Linked DNA regions of Mus musculus: region 1 is linked to region 2. A link is a contact called in public HiChIP or PLAC-seq data. All regions are on one chromosome and are shown on one strand. Each heading gives the region's core, a stretch centred on a gene start, on an enhancer-like site or on the middle of the called end of the contact. The rest is flanking DNA. Distances are from core to core; before and after follow the strand shown.

Evidence for each region. HiChIP or PLAC-seq counts read pairs in DNA pulled down with a chosen protein or histone mark.
Region 1: an H3K27ac HiChIP or PLAC-seq map of heart atrium shows a contact between it and region 2, with 5 read pairs. The contact joins two enhancer-like sites. A contact is called at or near these places in 1 of 15 datasets of contacts at CTCF or cohesin (the NIH/3T3 cell line), 6 of 484 Hi-C or Micro-C datasets (embryonic stem cells, muscle stem cells and nephron progenitors) and 12 of 115 datasets of contacts at active chromatin or transcription factors (embryonic stem cells, extraembryonic endoderm stem cells, heart atrium and 1 more).

Annotation. Positions count from the first base shown.
Region 1 is chr4:105,277,489-105,280,223 of GRCm38.p6, forward strand. No RefSeq gene overlaps it. Among named protein-coding and RNA genes, the nearest start is that of Gm40217, 40 kb to the right of the region's middle. Within about 2 kb of position 1,258, at least 34 of the 459 cell types and tissues checked have an H3K27ac peak or open chromatin away from gene starts, as enhancers often do. A contact at or near this core is called in heart atrium, where this site is marked.
Region 2 is chr4:105,178,302-105,181,001 of GRCm38.p6, forward strand. All of the region lies in intron 1 of Plpp3 (phospholipid phosphatase 3), which reads left to right. Among named protein-coding and RNA genes, the nearest start is that of Plpp3, 22 kb to the left of the region's middle. Within about 2 kb of position 1,335, at least 6 of the 459 cell types and tissues checked have an H3K27ac peak or open chromatin away from gene starts, as enhancers often do. A contact at or near this core is called in heart atrium, where this site is marked.

The sequences.
Region 1 (2,735 bases), core at 8-2,507, 99 kb after region 2:
CCTTCTGTGACAGGAGGATGGCTTAGTTAACAGTGGCAGGATGGCTAAGTTAATGGAGGCACATCAGTTTAACAGAATGCTATGCAGACAATAAAGATATAAAACTTTAACTCTAGCATGCTCCCAGATTCCCAAGAAGGAAGACTGGAGGAAAGCAAGCGAGCACCAGTAGCAACGATCTTAACAGACAGGAGATGGCCTGTGCATCAGTCTGAATGCACACACAGTTTGTCTTTCCATTTCCCAATTCCATAACGAGCAGAAGTTGTTTTGAAAATTAATGCCAAAATATGGCACTCATAAAGGGGCGCAAGGAACCCCTCATTGGCCTAGAGAGCAATTAATGCTCTTTAAAATCCTTTATCTCTGTCTTTAAGCATTATTTGGGGGTGTGGGGTGTCAAAGTGCCATCTCAGGATCCAGCACTCATCTCTTCCAGTTACTGTTTGGAATAGAAAGCTGTGGCAGCAGCAGAGGGAGTACGGGAGTACTTGGTGCGCCCAAGCCAAGGTGTCCCTCTGAGAAATCACGCCACACGACAGACCTGACATAAGGAAGTTTATCATGGATGAAGGGAAAGGAACAGGGGTGGAAAGGGGTAGAGGCAGAGGAGGGAGGGCAAAGAAAGGTGGGGCACAGAAGGAGGGAGAGAGAAAGAGAGAGAGGGGAAGGGGGAGGGAGAGCGAGAGACTTTGTGGGAATGCATGGGAACACAGAGGGTATGGGGGAAGTTAGAGAGAAAGAGAGGTCGGGGTATGGAGCAGCCATCTTCATTCTCTTTCTATGCTGCCATTCCTGGCTCGCACTTGACCGGCAGGCAATTGCTGCACCTGACTCTCAATTGGCCAGCAACGGTGTTGGTGATGCTGTAAACTGTTGCTAGGCCGTTGTTGGGAGGAGCCTAGCAGAATTGTCTGTAAGCCAATCGGGATTTGACTGGGTTCGAAGAAAAAAGCTTGAACAGTATAGTAAAGCTGGTCCCTAGGAATTGCCTGGGCTCAAGCTACCAATTGGATGTGCTGATATGATCTTAAAAACAAAGCCAAAGCCAAACCAAAACAACAACAAACCGCAAACAAACAAAAAATACCTCAAACAAACCAAAGTACCCAACACCCCGTTTAACATGTCACCCGGGAAGTAGGACAATGAGAAAGTGACCTCAAGGAAAAAAAAACTTCACTAGTTGAGGGAAGTTAGCTGTTCCCAGCATACCAGAACAGGGCAGGTGGCCAGAGGAATGCTTGTGGCCTAAAATACCAGTGGGTGATCTGGGGACAAATGAACCTCATGGGTACAGTTTCCAAAGTTAGGTCTCTGATAGCAGTGCCACGGACTTCCTCTCAGACAGCTGTTGGTACCCTTTCTGAGGGACAGTAGGAGAGGGTGGGGAGGAGAGTGTTCTAGAGTTGCCCTGCTTTCCCCTCAGCAGCAATGGCAGAAAGCTAAGGCCCTGGTGAGCCCGTTCTGAGAACGTCATGTTCTCTGCTCCCTTCTCAGGTTGTTCCCAGCATGTCAGAGTGAGCAACTCAAGGTAGGACTCGGTGAGAACAAAAAGACACAGGATTTACGGTGTGCAACGAGCTTTTTGTTATCTTGGAGAACACTTAAGATCTGGCCAAGATCATTGAGGCAGCAAGGCAGGCTTAAAACCAAGGAATCTAAAGCCGAGGGCAAGAACCAGTGACTGTTGAGTCCCAAACCTCCCCATGGACTCCTGCCAAAGGCATGGTCCGTGGATCTGCTCAGCGTGTGCCAAGTGCCAGGCTCTGAAGAAACTTGGATATGCTATTTCATCTGCTAGGGCCGGATGATGTTTTGCCTAAATTAGCGGCTCTCAACCTGGGGGTGACAACCGACTTGGGGATCGACTGACCCTTTCAGAAGGGTTGAATATCAGATATCCTACATATCAGATAGTTACATTGCAATTTATAACATTAGCAAAGTTACAGTTGCTAAGTGGCATTGGTTGAGGGGTCACCACAACATGAGGAACTGTATTAAAGGGTCACAGCACTAGGAAAGTTGAAAATCACTGCTCTAAAGCCTTGTGCTGAGGGTCTCATCTCCAGGGTTTCCATATTTGTCCCTTATTCAGTATGACTGGTGTCTTGTAAGAAAGGGCAACTGGCTTATGTTGTTAGTTCCAGCTCAAGAAGAAGAGGCAGGAAGACCTCTGTACATTAAAGGACAGTCTGGTCTAAGCCATCCAGAGCTGTCTCAAAAACAAAATAAACCAAAACCAAAACCAAACAACAACAACAACAAAATCAATAAGTGTGTGTTCTGTCTTGACCACAGACTTCCAGCCCCAGGGGCTGTGAGAGCGTGTGTTTCTGTGATTTAAGTCACTAGGCTGTGGCACCTGGCTATGGCAACCTTAGAATACACTGTTCTACCTGTTGCCTTGATGGCAAGGAACTGGCTTCAAGTGACAAAGAGAAAGCAGCTGCCAGGAGTGGTGACATAGCTTGGCCCAGGGGTAACAGTTAATGAGACTTGATTAGAAGCCAGTTCTCCTTGGCTGGGAAACCTGGGACTTGAACTTTGCTCTGAGAAGTAAGAGCATTTAAGTGAATGTTGCTGGGCAAACTGCAAATGCTCGCTGAATGAACATGACGTGCCTTGTTTTTGCGGTGGCAGAGGTCAGTCCCTTCATAGAGAACTGCAGACAAAGCCTGGCCCTCAGAGAGAGAATCTTGCCATACTCTGCCCTCCAATATCGGAGGCCT
Region 2 (2,700 bases), core at 85-2,584:
GTATACATGCTGTAGATATACACAGGTCTGTTCCAAGGGAAGGCTGGGAAATCGTATAGCAATAAGCCATGCATGTTCCCAGCCATCCCTGGTCCTTGGGGCGTCCAGTTCACAAGGAGATGGAAACTCCTGCCTGAGCTGGTGGGCAGAGAAGGTGCTGATGGGGCCTGCCCAGCCAGCTCCCTCCTGGAGGAGCTGCAATGGCACCAGCTTAGTTTCAGCCCCAACTATAATGAAAGCTTTAAATGGTGTCTCCTGTGGTTGTGCAGTGTTTAAACACCTATGCCCTTTTCCATTGACCGCGCTCTAGCAAATCACTGCTCCCTGATGGAAATGGAGGGCCTGAATGAGGATGCCGGGATTCCCCCTTGTGCTTTGTTCATTGTACATGCTTAAGATTTATTAGAAGTGAATGGATGATGACCAAATGCATTATGGGGCAGAGATGGGGCTATCAGTATAAGCTGGGGAACATCTCAGGGTATTCCTCTCAAATCTGCATCAAGTGTTAAGCCCCACCCCCCCCCATCTTCCTTTAGCATTGAAATGAGCATTGACAGCCTGTATGTTTTGTTTTATTACTTTGTATATGCTATTGCTCTTGCTTTAAAGATTCTATTTAAGTCATAGGGACAAAGAGCTGCTGTTTCTCATGGTGAAAACCATGAGAAACAGCAGCTGTCACCATGAATTAAGGGTGTACAGGCACACACAGACCACCTTAGTGTCTCGGGATTCCATAATAACCTTTGGCAACTCTTGAGATGAGTCGTATTGTCCTAATTTTACAGTTGGTCTAAAGGTTTATATAGCTCACTTAATGGTGGATCAAAACACCAAATTTATTCTGTCCTCAAAGCCTATACTTTGTTTAGACATCTTCAGTCACTCAGATTTCATAAAACAAGAAAAATAACCAAAGAGCTTGTGGGCTTCATTATGCATATTTAGTATCTACATTTGTAATAAATAGTGGTCCCACTTCTATACTAACTAGCACTTGTTTGTCTTATGGAAGGTTCACTACCCTGCATTCCCAGAAGAAACAGTTCATGAGCCTTCGGTGAGCCAGGCTGTCAGACCATACTCACATTCCTCCCATTACCAAGAGGCCAAGGCCCTGTTAAAGGTGAAGGCCAGACCCCAGGTGTGTGATTGCAGAGTCCTCCAATTCTCGGCTCCACTGCACCAGTGTTTGCCTTTCTGGATTCCTTGCCAGCAGATAGATTTGTCTGTTAGCTGTTCACATCTAATGTAGACCCAGGTGTACCGTGGAAGGAACTGCACTGGTTCCTGAAGGTCACCTGAAGGTGTCTATGTAAGGGATGTGAGCAGTCAGTCTAGAGGTGTCTAGGATCTGGAGTGGCAGTGTGGTGACATAGGCCTTCACATATCTCATTCTGTGTGAAATGCCCAGGCTTTTTACAGACGGTTAGTCACACGTCAGTTGGCTGGAGCTAGCTGACTCTTCCTTGCCTTGTGACAGAGCATTGCCCACCAGAGTTGACTTTTCTAAACCCAGCCTGCCTAACTACATCCTTCCCAGATGTGGTTGCTGAGTATCCAGCATTGTAGAGAAGACACGGATTAAACACCAGGCCTGAGGGGGGAAACTCAGTCTTATTTTGAAAACTGCATGGATCAAACAGCTTGGAACGGTGAGAGATGATTGGTGAGAGATGAGGCGGGCATGTCTTAAGGCATCTTCAGTTAGCCCATATCCTTCTGGTGTAAGGTGTAACAGAGAACTTGACTGAGGTTCTGGGTGCCAGGTTCCTGCTGACTAGCTAGTCCAGCCTCTCCTCTCTTCACTAGATAAAAAGGCTCAAAGAGGAAAAGAGACTTCCTTAGTTACCGAGGACTTTGGGCCTCCCAGCCTTGGCTCTGACACAGACACCTCCTAACTCCATTCTTCGCTCTGTCTAGAGACCAGGCCATGAGAAGTCACATGTGCCTTACAGCCATGCATTTCTCAGGGTTCTCCTCTTCAAAATTAGCATCTGATGTCTGGTTCTGGAGTCATTCTATTTCTTCCTGGAAGATATTTTGGCAAAGTGTTTGAAAACTTAGTTCCTACCTAGGCAGAAGAGAAGATGGAGACTGCAGGTTTGAGTCCTTGTGGGATCCTTCCAGGTGATCTGCTGAGAACGGCAGCTCTTGAAGGCTAACGCACCCGTTTCAACCCCTCAGCTCCAGCACACAATAGCTGCTCAGTAAATATTTGTTATTCAATACAGTCTAAAATTTTATATAGTGTATGCATACCGTTATTTACACTATACTATTTGTGTGTGTTAGGTTTTTTTAATATAGCTTTTTCTAGCCATGGTTGACATATTTTAGAAGCAGCTACTGCCAAGTCACCTTGAGATGGAATTGCATTAGAAAGAAGAGTTCTTGGTCTGGGGATGCAGCTCAGTGGCAGAACACTTGCTTAGCTGGATTTGTTCCCAGCACTAAGAGAGTTGGAGGAAGGGAAGGAGAAAAGAAGGGAAGAGGGAAAGGAAAGGAGGAGAGAGGGAAGGATAGAAGAGAATATTAATTCATTCTCATCTTCTGGTTGCTATTTTAAGTGCTTGAATGGGTCTAGGCAGAGCACAGAATCTCACTATTATTTTTTATTAAGTGCTCCTGATAGTGACTGTCTGCCTCTGAGAGTCAGTTATGGCCTTTCTCAATCCCACCTCTGCCATCGACATG